Regions from separate parts of the Mus musculus genome. Here regions 1 and 2 are each linked to region 3. Evidence: chromatin contacts called from public HiChIP or PLAC-seq data. All regions are on one chromosome and are shown on one strand. The core of a region is the stretch at or near the end of the contact, and the rest is flanking DNA. Distances in the headings are between cores, read along the strand shown.

Region 1 (4,332 bases), core at 340-2,839, 70 kb before region 3:
TGTGTCATGTATGGTCACACATGAAACGCAAAACACTGGTGATGGAAACATTAAGATGACAGAGAAAAGAGAGACTAGCGGGGCCTGGAAAGATGATGAATGTATAGTCATAGATATGACTCAAGGCTTAAGGTTGACAGTAGGAGAGGGCTTTGAATCTCCTAAGACACAGTAAACCTGCCTGGCAAGCTAGAAGGGAGCATGTGAGAGAAAGCTGCCTAGGTTAACTGGCTGGAAATTTCCGTTGTTTTCCAGGCTGGAACTTGGAAGTAATACTGAGAACTATATAGAATTTTCAGGCATGGCATGTTATTTATCTCTTCACATAAAGCAGCAGGCAAACGAACTAAATGCCATCCCTTTTACAATGGAGGCAATGAAACCGAATGAATGAAAAATCTTGTCCACTGAGTTGGAAACCAGGCTCCCTGACCTCACGGAGTTTCTCCATCTTTGCCAACAGGGTTAATTAACTCTGACCTGAGTGCAACCCTTGGGGCCGTCTTTTCAGGTAACATCCCCCAGTTTCTTATCCTAGGTTCATGGGGTTAGTTTGCATGCCCCTAAAGCATAGCTCAAGGACATATACTGACCAACCATACTGGACAGTAGGGTGCAGCAGATGGGGAGCGCCAAGGTTTGGAGCCTCAGCCAGGGATGACAGGGCGAAACCAAAGGAAGCACCGAGGGTTGGATATTGGACTAGAGGCTCTAGCTCGTAACTCTATAATTTGGACGAAGTTTCCGTGTGTTGTTTAAAAAAAAAAAAAGAAGAAGAAGAAGAAGATCGGAAGGGAAAGATGCAAGATTAAGAAAGTAAGAAAAGCAGACACCAGCTTAGTCATATCTCTTTCATGTAGCCTGGGGCAGTCTCAGGCTGAGGAATCTGGTAGGACCAGTGGGGGGCTCCACCGAGCTTTGTCCCGGGGCGCGCTGACAACCCAAAGACTCTTGAGGGACTGGGAAAGGCTTGCTGAAGGGATCCTCAAGGACTAGTCCCCGGGGGCTATTTGGGTCTTCCTAGGTTGTCTGACCACTCGCCCTGACTTCGCCCTTGTACCTCCATTCCTGGACTCAAAGCACTGGACTCTTGTCCCCGGGGCAATACTATTGCAGGCGGGTCTAGGGCAAAGCGAATTCCTAGAAGCCTTAAGAGGCTGCCTAGCTCAGGAAGTTAGCATTCCCCCAGCTTAGGCTCCTGCTCACACACTAGTGGGTTACAGAAGGCCGGCCTGGGAGCCAAGTGCCCGCAGGGCCAACGTCCCTTCACCATCCCCCGCCCACCCAGGAGTACAGTTCCATCCCAGTCCTGCGTTCCGGGACTGACCACAGGACACGTGGGACGCGGAGCTGAAGCTGCAGGGAGGGGCGGGGTCGGTCAATGGCAGGCAGGCCCGGGGTGCGCGACTGAGCTGCTTCAGGACCGCTGGGATTACTAGCCAGCCTGCTCAGCCTGGAGTGCGGACAGTGAGTCAGTTCTCCAGCACTCGCGGGTCGGGAGGAGGGAGGTGGGGTAGGTGGCAGGTCAGGAAATGACATCAGAGGCCTGTGCTGGGGAAGGGTGGTCTGTGCCCGGCGGGGGCGGTGGTGAGTAGGGAGGCCGCAGGCGGACCTTTGCAGAGCCTGGAGCCCGGGGCAGGACCTGGGCCCCTTCCTGGGGGAGTTTCCTGTCGGGTCCTCCCTCCCCGGTCTCTCCCCGCCCCCTCTCCGGGCCGCTCCTTGTATGGTCTGGGCGCCGCTCTCTCCCCGCCCCCTCCCTCCCTTCCCGTGCACGACGTCCCTCCCCGCTTGGCTAGAAGCGGCTCCGGACCGGGACGCAGAGTCCGCGGACTCGGCGCCGAGGCGGTCATCCGAGACGCGCCTCTCACGCTCCTGCGCGCGGTGAGGAGCGGGGAGAAGCTCCGCCGCCCCGGGAAGGGGACGCGGGGAGGCGCGGGTGGGGTCACCGAGGGGCGCTTAGACCGAGGAGTGTCAGTCCGACACCGCTCTGCGTAACCTGACGACCCCACCCCCTGCAGCCCGGCCTGGCCATGGCGGCCCCCCGCCCGCCTCCCGCGATCTCCGTCTCCGTCTCGGCCCCCGCGTTTTACGCCCCGCAGAAGAAGTTCGCCCCGGTTGTGGCCCCAAAGCCCAAAGTGAATCCTTTCCGGCCTGGGGACAGCGAGCCTCCTGTAGCAGCCGGGGCCCAAAGAGCGCAGATGGGTCGGGTGGGCGAGATCCCACCACCACCCCCGGAAGGTATGCGGCTGGGATTGGGGGCCCTGATCTTTCTCGGGCGCCAGGGGTGGGGGTCGGTGGTTTGGGGAATTTGGGGTTGTCTGAAAAGGCTGTTGCGGAGGGGGCTGGGCGCTGGGTGGCTACCCTGTCCTGAGCAGATGTTCTTACCTCATCTTGGAGCTCCTGGCTGGGAGCCAGGACCCTTGGGACTGTTCCAAGTCTCCCGCCTGGGGGTAGGAGGCGGGAATGTGGGCCAGGAATCTTCCCCTCTGGATCCGTTCTCTGAAGTGTAACGGGAGCTGCACGGTTCTTCAACCTGGCTCGTTCTCACTCGACCTGCTTCGCCCAGGGCATCCTGAGCCCCTCGTTATGGTCTGCACACACTCTTGGGATGCAGGAAAGAGTTCTTGGATTAGGGGTTAAAGCAGTCGTCTGAGGAGAGGAGGAAAGAGGGTCGGTACTGATAGCCTTTTCTCTCCTTCCTACCCAGACTTTCCTTTGCCCCCTCCTCCCCTTATTGGGGAGGGCGACGACTCAGAGGGTGCCCTGGGAGGTGCCTTCCCACCTCCACCTCCCCCGATGATCGAGGAACCATTCCCCCCTGCTCCTCTGGAGGAGGACATCTTCCCCTCCCCTCCACCTCCACTGGAGGAGGAGGGAGGGCCTGAGGCCCCTACCCAGCTCCCACCGCAGGTAGGGAGGGCTTGGAAGGGCAGCTTTGCTGGAGATGGGGTGGGGGACACCTCCATGGGCTGGAGAGGAGTGGGGTGACAAGGGAAGACTGGGATGGGTGCTCTGACCCTTGACCCTCCAGCCCAGGGAGAAAGTGTGCAGTATTGACCTGGAGATTGACTCTCTGTCCTCACTGCTGGACGACATGACCAAGAACGATCCCTTCAAAGCCCGGGTAAGGGGCAGGACAGTAGGAAAGTCTGGGCCTAGAAGGAGAGGAGGGAATGCAAGGAAGAGATGACAACCTCGTCTAAGTGCATTTCTCTCCCCTCTGCTTCTCCTTGCAGGTATCATCCGGATATGTACCCCCACCAGTTGCCACTCCATTTGTTCCCAAGCCTAGTACCAAACCTGCCCCTGGGGGCACAGCACCCTTGCCTCCTTGGAAGACCCCTTCTAGCTCCCAGCCACCACCTCAGCCGCAGGCCAAGCCTCAGGTCCAGCTCCATGTCCAGCCTCAGGCCAAGCCCCATGTCCAACCCCAGCCTGTGTCTTCTGCTAATACACAGCCCCGGGGTCCCCTTTCTCAGGCACCAACTCCAGCACCTAAGTTTGCTCCAGTGGCTCCTAAATTTACTCCCGTGGTTTCCAAGTTCAGCCCTGGTGCTCCAAGTGGACCTGGGCCACAGCCCAATCAAAAAATGGTGCCTCCGGATGCTCCTTCTTCTGTGAGCACAGGCTCCCCTCAGCCCCCTAGCTTCACCTATGCTCAGCAGAAGGAGAAGCCCCTAGTTCAAGAGAAGCAGCACCCACAGCCTCCACCAGCTCAAAACCAAAACCAGGTGAGGAGGCCACAGGCTGAGGCCAATGGACTGCAGAGTAAAAGGGCAAGAGGGTGGGGTAGAGAACCGGAGGAGCCAGAGTGGGTGTGGCGGTGGGGGAAGTGTAGGGTTATCTGGCAGGCCATAGAGAAAGTTCTGGAGGAAGTCTGGGGCTACCTGGGGCCTGGGTCAATCGGTAGAGCAGCTAGGGCTTAGCAGTAAGAGGATACAACTTTCCCTTCTGCCTCTGCCTTGGAGTGTTGAAGGGGAGAATGAGGTCACTAGCCCAACCTTAGTTTTTCCCATTCCTGGGCCTTGACTTAATCCCTAGGCTCCTGGGTTTTCTGAGCACTTTCATCGCCTGAGGGCCCATCTAGAGATTAAAGTATTGTCAGCACCAGTAAACATTTACTGGGCCAGCCTCAGCTGACTGCCAGGCACTGCTCTGTGCTATGGAGGCTGGGCCCGTGGGCACGAGAGACCTCTCCAACAGGTTCAGTCTTCTGAAGTCACAGGTCTAGGGTAGAATGTCTAGCCTGTTTCTCACAAGTCTTTAGACCCTAGTAACATTGGGTGAACTTTGAGCCTTCCCCCCCTCCCCACCTGACTTTGAAATAGCTAC
Region 2 (4,669 bases), core at 1,657-4,156, 95 kb before region 3:
GAGACTGAGAAAGACCTCAGTGTGGAGCATTTGGTGTGTGTTTTAGGGAAGCAGGGGGATCTATGAGGAGGACTCCCCGCTTGGGGCTTTATGGGATGATGAAATGGGTGAAGCAGCTAGGAGCTTGGGGGAGGTGATTGTAGAGGATGGGCTTCGGAAGCATCCAGCCTTACCTCTGTCGAAGGCCGATGGAGACTGCTGCCATGCAGCGAGCTGGTGCTGTCCATGTTGATCTGATCAACATCCTTGAGGCCTTTCCAGTCCACGGCAATCACTTCGTTCCCTAAAGCAGCCAGAAGATTAGTTTCTTACCTTCATTTCACTGGCTTGCTGCTTCCCTTTCCATAAAAGGTAGAGGCCACACCCTAGGGTCCAGCCCCTCCTCCTCCACCCTCAACACCTCCGTGTCTCCCAATGTCTGCTTCCTACTATCCATTTCCTTCTATGTCTACCATTCCCTAATTTCTGGAGAGAGAAATAATATGTGAAATGAAACACTCATTTTCAGCTCAGTGGGGAATAGCATACTTAGGGAAAAAAAAGCTTTCTGGCCTTTTCTGGTGTTGTTTACACAGAGAGGGAGGGAGTCAAAGACCAAGCTGTATCAGGAAAACCATTCTCCATTCTGTGCTGAGCAATTGTTGAGATTGTCTTTATTGGATCCAGACTGCTCATCAATTACTGCCCTAAAAACAAGGACACAGCTTTCTAGGGGAACCTACTCGACTTGATATTTGAGGGATGAGAGGAATGAGGCTTCCCCCTCCCTCAAGGCCTTCCTAAGCGGCAGGAACTTGGTTGACAGGATGATACTGGGGATAGAGGCAGCTGGGAGGTGAAAACTTAGGACTGTTTCCCAGAGAGCCAGAGGGCTCCAAGATGAGATGGATGCTTTGAGCCCAATTCTCTTGGGGGACAGGGAATAGATTCAGGAAATAGAGATAGTAACAAGAAACAAGAGGACTTCATAATTTCAGAGCTAAAAGAACAGAAATTTAAGGTGAGAAGACAGAAAACAATGGCAGAGGTGGACAGGACACTTTGAGAACTGGTGAAAAAGTCGGGAACCAGGAGGGAGATTCCTGACCTAAGTGCAAGGTTTCCTCTGTAACTCTTGGGGAAGAATTCCTTGAGTATTTACAGAGAGATTCAAGAATAATCGGGTGGCAGCCATCCGCCCTTGCTTACATGAACTTTTGCTTTTTGGGTTTAGGATCATAGGTCCCCCCCCCCCCCCTTTTTTTAAAGAAGTGCACTGACTAGGTCTTGGGCAGGAAGAAGCATCCAGCATGCAGCAATAGAACTGGCGACAAACAAAGGGGATGGCGGTCCCAGGGACTGACAGGTAGGGCTGGGCTGCCACACATCCAAAGTTGTTATGCCTTCTCTTGGGATCTTGTGAAACGATGAGAGACAGGACTAGGACCTGTGGCTAGGTCAGAAAGACATCTGGACCTATCAGTAATGGGGCAGGCAGAGCAAGCTCTCTCGGAGAAGAGTGGGAGCGAGGGGAGGGAGGGGGTGGCCTTTGAGGAAGAGGGGGAGCTGAGTCAGAGCCTTAGGGGGCAGGGAGATGGAGGGGAGGAGAACAGGGAAAGAGGTAAAAGCAGAGGAGGGTCTCCATGGAAATAAACCGGGTCTCAGAAATCAGGCTTCCGGAGAGTGTAGTTTGTTTGTAATAATAATACGAATTATTCTCTCAGCCTGAGGTCACTAGGGCGTGTAGGCGGGAGAAATTGGGAGTTAGGAAGGGGAAAATTGGGGGGTTTGGGAGAGGACTGTACTAATGTGTTCAGCCCTAAAGTGGAATGGATGCGTAGGGTGGGGGTAGGGGGCGGTAGTAAGGCAGGGGCTGGAAGGAGAGGACCATTAAGGAAGCGCCTTTCTTCCCTCCCCCTGCCAAAGGTAAATAAAAAGCCGGCCCTGCTCCGCCTGCCCCCGCTGACAGGTGCAGGCGGGTCCCAGGGTTCCTAGGCGGACCCCACCCTCTGGGAAGCGGACTCCCGACCTCTCTCGGGGAGGTAAACCTCCACCTCCTCCCTGAGTCCACGGCTCTTCCAGAGCACCCCGGCCCAAGACCATTCCCTCCAAGCGTGGAACCCATTCCCTCCCGGTGGCACACGCTCTTCCCGCCCCCGCCCCAGAGGGAAAATGCACGTGAACAAAGCAAATCGGGGGGAGGCAGGAGCGACGGGAAAAGGCTACCAAGAGGGAAATGGTTGGGGGCAAAACACACATGCCATATGGAGAAGAGGGTGAAGATGGGAGGGGGCGTGCGGAAGAAAGTCAGGGATGAGGCTGGAGAGGAGGTTCTGAGAAGAGGGGCTGCTCCCGAAAGAAGGGCTCGGGGAGGCTCTGGCTACAGCAGAGTAGACGCGAATGGCCTGAAGGTGGAGGGATGGGGCCATCGGGAGTAGGGAACAGCGACTGAGCCGCGAAGGATGCTGTGGAGAGGCTACCAGGGAAGGACCGCGCCTGCGGGAGGGCGATGGAGAGAAGGCTATGAGCTGAGAGGGATGGAAGCCCTGGAGGCGCGAGGGCACAAGGATAGAGGGACCTTAGCGGATGGAGGGAAAGTAAAGGCGCGAGGCAGGGCCGGGCGGGCGCGGAGGGAGGTCCCCAGGGGCAAGGATGGGGATGGGGGAGGGGGCCGGAGGAGCGCCCCGGGGCGAGCTTGCCCCTGACCCGCGCCGGGCTGCGGTACCCACCCACAGTCCGCGAGCCGATGCAGCCCATGGCTCCGGGGGCCGCCGGGTCCCGGCCCTCACCGACTCGGGGCCCTCGCCGGGGGGAGCACCGGGAACCGCGCCGCCGCCCCAGCCGCTCTGCAGCGCCGCGGCTGTCTCCGCTCGGCTCCGCTCCCCCCTCCCCTCTCCATCCCTCCCCACGGCAGCCTCCGTCGCCGCCGCTGCCGCCGCCGCCACCGCCTGGCTCCCCCGCCCCGCTCAGCTCTCCGCGGCCGGGGAGGGGGCTGCTCGGGGATTGGCTGCGCGCAGAGCCTCCCCGCCCTGCCCCCGACCGGGCACCGCGCTCCCCGCGCCCCTCGCCGCGCTGCAACCACGTCCCTCCGCCTGTCCTTCGCAACCCCCGCCCCTGAGCTCCTCGCCATCCCCGCTGAGTTCTCCCGGGAGATGCTGATGGAGAATGTGGATAATAACCCGCTTGTCTCAGGAGCCCGGTCAGGAAGCCAGGGCCCACCCTTAGGATATGCTTGATGGACTTTGAGGGCTGCGGGGTGAGAAGGCCGAGAGAGAAAGTGGGGCGGAGATGAGAGAACACCCTGCTTGGCCTTGGGTACCAAATTCCGCAAACATTTGTTTTCTTCCTGATGCTGCATCTGGGACGCACGAATCGGGATTGGATGCTGTTCTGGTTGCCCGGCGTTTCACGTGCGTTGCTTTGCCCACCCAAACATATTGTGAAGTCTTTGCCAGTGGATGCTGCGAGATGCTTCCCTGTCCTCTAGCTGTTTTGGGATGGGTGTGGGGATGGTGCAAGTATTCTAGCTCTAGGCTTGGGTCCGGATGGGAGGAGAATGGGAATAATTCTATTGCAGCTGTAGGGAAATGAAAATATCAGGATCGGAAACCGGCCGCAAGACATGGCTTTAAATCAGAATTTAACTTTTCTGAGCTTTATGTGGATGTCCGGAAGCAGCAAAAGGGAGAATACTGCCCCCTGCCGAGAAGGGTCAGCACTACACCAAGGGCCCCATGGGAAAGGAAAGGGAGATCTGAGTTGGGAGAGTCAGCAGGCACTATTTCAACTGGCAAGAAGAGTCTAGAAGACACACTAGGAAGGACAAGGAGACCATTTCCTCTTAGTCGAACCAGTAACTGCAAACCTTGGGCAAGCGGGTCTGGGTGGTACCATTGACAACAATGGTAACAACAAAAAGCAAACACTAATTCTGGGCCAGCTTGTTTTCCATAGGTTTTTGTCTCTTTCCTGGGATTAGAGAGGAAGAGGGGCAGGAGGCCTTGTGGGTTTGAGGCAGAGAAAAAGGGCATGCCTTACACGTGTAAGTTTGTGACATTTAGATTATGATTGAGGAATTACGTCTGATGACATCCCAGATGAAGATATGGGAGAGGATAGATATTTTTGCTCATTTTGGTACTATAACAAAATTCCTGAGACCAGGAAGTTTATAAAGATTGGAAGTTTGGAGGCTGGAAAGGCCAAGAACTTAGTGTTTGCAACTGCTGCAAGTGTCCTAAGGGCTTTGATGCATTGTAACACTTCGAGGAGATGATATGATGAGACAGGATGAATATGTTAGCTTCAGCCTCTTTCATAAAGCCTCTAGTGCCAACCTCTGTGACCTTCACTAATCCTTACTATTGCTCTAAGACCTTGTATCCAAATAGCATTACCATATGAATTCAAGGATTAAATCCAAGTCGCAGATTTGAAGGGCCACTTGCAAACTCTATCAGAAACTGGCACTAACTGCAGATCTGGGAGGTGAATTTAGAAGGTCTGGGAATTTGATCTGCCCAGCTGCCTTCTGGTCCCTGCAATGACAGTTACTTCTCAGCACATGGGGCATTCTGTCCCATTCTCTGGATCTTTTGAGGCAAGGCTAATGAGTTCCAGTTTTCATAACCAAAGCAAACTTCCTGGAAGACAATTTGACAGTATAGATCATATATATATATATATATAT
Region 3 (4,250 bases), core at 923-3,422:
GGCCTTTCCCCCTTGGTCACTAATTGAGAAAATGCCTGACAGTGTATATCACGGAGGCATTTCCTCAACTGAAGCTCCTTTCTCTGTGATAATCCAGCAGTGTCAAGTTGACACAAAGCTAGTCAGTACAGGCAGGAAGTCCAGAAGTTCGAGATAAGTTCAAGGTAAGCATGAGATATATGAGACCCTTTATAAAAAATTCCAGTTGAATTAATTAAAAAAGAATTTATCAATCTAGACAATGGTGATCTATATACACGTCTGTCTACTGAGAGCAATGGGTACGTGCAGGCAGGGTGCTAACATTCAAGAAACATTCTATGCTGTTTTTCTTCCTGTATGCATGAACTAGTTAGAAGAATGCAAAACAATGAAGAGCTAAAGAGACTATAAGTCAAGTTCTAATAGTGTTAGATTAGAATTTCCAATTCTAAAATAGAAGTTAGTCTAGTACAGCCATTGCCTAGCATGATCTATTTATAATATGTTGCTGCATATTTTGTTTGTGAATTCTAATATGGTATCTAAGAGAATTTCCATCTATTTCTTGTGATAATTTTTCTGGCTTGACATTTCCTAATGCCATCATGATCTTTTTTGCCTCAATGTTAATGGTTTGCCTCACTGGATCCTCTTGTGTGAATCACTCAGGTGAAAATGGGCAGAAGAAGAAAGCTATGTGAATGGACCCCTAAGTGGGAGAAAAACTGTAAAGCAAGCTGAGTCTTTGAAGTCAGATCAAAATTGTGAGGCAGAGAGTGAACAGGATGTATCTTCTGCTATTTCTCCTGGGGTTGGCTTCTGTTTTAGGCTTGTAATGAAGTAAACTTTTAATGGCCTTGATGACTGGTCTTAGTGACAGATAAAAGACTTGACAGTGTGTTTTAGCAGTGAGTGGCTTAAATGTGGTTTCGAACGTCAGTAAGTTGAGCTGACTGACACAACTTTTACCTGTAAATAAGGTTTATTCAGTTTGATAATGATAGAGTCAAGGCTGATGATGAGGGACTGTAGTGGTGGCCAGTTATTTCTTTAATTTTTGTTTCTTGTCCTATGAATGAAATGGTTTTATAAGTGATTGAATAAACTAGTTAAGATAGAATATTTACATACTATCACTAATCACTCTATTTTGCATATGGTGATGATTTAAAATGCAAAATTATTTTTGTGCCAAAAGATTATTGTACTTTTTGTATCAGAGTTATAATATATTCCCTCTCTGTCTCTCTGTCTCTCTCTGTCTTTCTCTCTCTGTGTACATGTTGTCATGTGTGGCACATGTTTATGTGTGCATGTAGAGGCCAGAGTCTTATGTTTAATGTCTTCCGTTATCACTGTTCTCCTTATATCGAATCAGAGTTTCTTACTTGAACCCAGAGATCACTGATTCACATAGTCTAATTGTCCAACTTAGTTGAGGGGAATCTTCTATCTTTATTTCCCTAATGGTAGGATTGCACGAAGGTCCACACAACTGCATGGCACTTATGCAAGTTTAGGAATTTGGACTTGAATTCTCATACTTGTATGACACAGTACTCTACCTACTGAGGCATCTTGCCAGTTCAAGTGAGAGAGAGATCGCTTTCTGTCTCCAGGGATAAAGGATTTAGAACTAAAATTTGAGGATCGTGGCTCTCTGCTCTGTTGACAAACTCTTTGGATTATTACGACTTGGGTCATCATTAAAAACAGGTCCCAACCAATCCTGATGCAGAAAGACCACATTATATGCTACACCACTGCAGTCTCATCAGCAATGGACTACGATATGATGAAGGTCTCACAATATTAAAAAAAAGTTCATAGAACCATTGTAACACAAAGAACAACTCACATGTTTGTGGGGATGCTGGTATAAACACACCTGGTGTATTGTTAGTCATAGAAGTAATCAGCACAATTATATAAATATGTAATACTTGCTAATGAAAACCAATGACTATGCATTTTTGTCATGCTATATGCTTTGCTGTTACTTTAGAGTGTAGTCCTGTCTATAAATTGAAAACTTACAGTAAGACAGTAAGCACATACCCCTTGCTGCACCCCCAACCAGACTCACACATCTTCATTTGCCACATTTCCTGATTGCATTAAGAGACTATGGGGAGTGATCGCCTGCGCCATGAAGGTTTGGGTGAGTGTACTCTGGGAGGTGAATGGCAGATGAAACTGCCAAGTGACTCACTTCTCAGAAAATCTCCCTGTTGTTAAGCAATGTATGACTGTACTGTCCCTAATGGTGGGAAGTTTCAAAGAGAAAGAAAAATAAGCAGTTTAAAGAATTATAGTTAGAAGAAGTCTGGATTCCTAACACCTCTTTACTATATTTAAGGAATCTTTAAGGAGCTGGGGAAAGAGCTGGCTTTCTCAAGTTTTACCCAGTGCCTTGTGTGGAGGTGAATCAGCAGCATTCCCTATGGTTGCTGAGTTGTTAATCTATTATTGTGATTATTATAATTGCTCTCAAAAAGTTATCCTTAGCCTTCAGAATTGAGATGAGATTTCATGGTCTCAACAGAAAAGACTGTTTTGTATATGCACATGTATATGTACATATGTACAAGTACATACACACATATCTGCACATAGGTATAAATGTGTGTGTGTATATATATATATATATATATATATAAATTTATGTGTCAGAAAGTCCCACAATGCAACCCATGTTGTTCTTAAACTTGGGATCTGCCTGTCTATTTCTTGAGTATTACAGGCAATCATTATGCCATAGTTATTTTCTTATGTTTTGAAAATACTCTTCCACTTTATTTATTTAAATTTTACTACACTTACTTATTTTGTGTTTATGTGGAGGCCACCAAGGTGCATATCAGACAATTTTCGAGAGTCAGTTTTCTTCTCCCACTGTATTGGCCCAGGGGATTAAACTCAGGTCATCAGTCTTGGCAGCAACTGTCATTACCTGCTGAGCCATCTTATTGGCTCCTTATTTTTTCTTTGTGAGACAAGGTCTTGCTATGTAGCCCAGGGTGACCTACAACTCCTAATCCTCCAGTCTTAATCTCCGAATTAAAACATCTTTGCATTGCAGTCACATGCACAGATACCTCAGTAGTGTTTGGAGTACGCTCAGAAGTATATAAAGAAAATCAAGAAGATGAAGATATGAATATTGCCCAGCAAGACAAGGGCTCCTCTGCTTCTGTTTTCATAACTTGATCAGAGGATTTACCAAGCCAGTTTCCTCAGATTACTAGATACTGAAAGCATCTGCTCCAAAAGATGTGGTCACAAACCAAGATTATCTCAAAAAGGAAAAGCAGCCAACCCTCGGCCCCAGGCTAGCTCGTCTTTTGTGTTGCTTTGTGGGAGTAGAAGAAAACCGTACTTGTGCATTTGGAGAATGCTCTTTATTATAGGACCAAAGCCACATCTATATTGCAGCATGTGTTCAAATGAATCAGATTTTACACTATTCAGCAAAAATTTTTTGTGCAAATCCCTTTGAGAATCAGAAGTTGAATGGTGGTGCATACTTTCTAAGGAAGGATCGAGAGTCACAGTAAATAGAATTATTTGTAGGCATTGCTGGCATATATATATATATATATATATATATATATCGTTTTAAAATATAGTATCTAATATGTTCTTAGCAAATCTTTAAACCGTGGCTGTGAAGAGGGTAACATTGCAGAGTACCCAGGATGTAAGGACCACAAAGTCCTTCCGATGTGGGGAGTGTCTTGAACACTGCTTTGCGGAGCACCCCATCAAGATTCTAGAAAGTTCCCAAGGTGGTGTGTGCCTGAACATCCTTCTGTGTCTTGCTTTCCTCTAGAAGGCACTTATAGATAGCTCATATCAAAAGAGTCCCAAAGTCACTGAGTTTGGGGCACATGACCCCTGCCCTGACACTGTTAAAGTTCATTCTTAGGTAAAGCTGATTGAAACCTTGAGATGTTTTCCTTACTTCTCCGTTCACATTTACTTGCTTATTTTAAACATTGGGTGAGAATCTTTAAGTCTACTGTAAAGCACACAATCTGGAAAGTCCACTGGCTTCCCAGTGAAAACTCTTCTCCTGGCATCTTCACTCTAGTCTGGGTCAGCCCTAGGGCAACTGTTTCTGACCCACATTGTTAGTCCCTATTGTGTTTGTCCTTGTTTTTGAAGCAGTCATCCTTCAAGGAGTACCTTATTTCCCCTCTGTTTTCCTGATCACCGTGGTAGCAAAACAACAGGTCATGACGTAACCCTGAGAAGTAAAGTTACCA

Evidence for each region. HiChIP or PLAC-seq counts read pairs in DNA pulled down with a chosen protein or histone mark.
Region 1: a CTCF HiChIP or PLAC-seq map of the NIH/3T3 cell line shows a contact between it and region 3, with 23 read pairs. The contact joins the promoter of Zyx here to the enhancer-like site in region 3. A contact is called at or near these places in 1 of 39 promoter capture datasets (macrophages), 1 of 15 datasets of contacts at CTCF or cohesin (the NIH/3T3 cell line), 7 of 484 Hi-C or Micro-C datasets (the C2C12 cell line, bone marrow-derived macrophages, hematopoietic stem and progenitor cells and 3 more), 3 of 115 datasets of contacts at active chromatin or transcription factors (bone marrow-derived dendritic cells, bone marrow-derived macrophages and embryonic stem cells) and 3 of 9 other capture datasets (adipose tissue, liver and pancreatic islet).
Region 2: a contact with region 3 is called in a CTCF HiChIP or PLAC-seq map of the NIH/3T3 cell line, with 9 read pairs. The contact joins the promoter of Fam131b here to the enhancer-like site in region 3. A contact is called at or near these places in 12 of 39 promoter capture datasets (the 3T3-L1 cell line, 3T3-L1-derived adipocytes, the HPC-7 cell line and 7 more), 1 of 15 datasets of contacts at CTCF or cohesin (the NIH/3T3 cell line), 1 of 484 Hi-C or Micro-C datasets (muscle stem cells) and 3 of 9 other capture datasets (adipose tissue, liver and pancreatic islet).

Annotation. Positions count from the first base shown.
Region 1 is chr6:42,348,239-42,352,570 of GRCm38.p6, forward strand. It overlaps Zyx (zyxin), which reads left to right and starts at 1,590. Exons shown (of 10, transcript NM_011777.3): 1 at 1,590-1,881; 2 at 2,019-2,238; 3 at 2,708-2,910; 4 at 3,032-3,124; 5 at 3,237-3,731. The coding sequence starts at 2,031.
Region 2 is chr6:42,321,734-42,326,402 of GRCm38.p6, forward strand. It overlaps Fam131b (family with sequence similarity 131, member B), which reads right to left and starts at 2,907. Exons shown (of 7, transcript NM_029528.5): 1 at 2,709-2,907; 2 at 174-283. The coding sequence starts at 2,736.
Region 3 is chr6:42,417,464-42,421,713 of GRCm38.p6, forward strand. No RefSeq gene overlaps it. Among named protein-coding and RNA genes, the nearest start is that of Tas2r135, 14 kb to the left of the region's middle. Within about 2 kb of position 2,173, at least 54 of the 459 cell types and tissues checked have an H3K27ac peak or open chromatin away from gene starts, as enhancers often do. A contact at or near this core is called in the C2C12 cell line, the NIH/3T3 cell line, bone marrow-derived dendritic cells and 1 more, where this site is marked.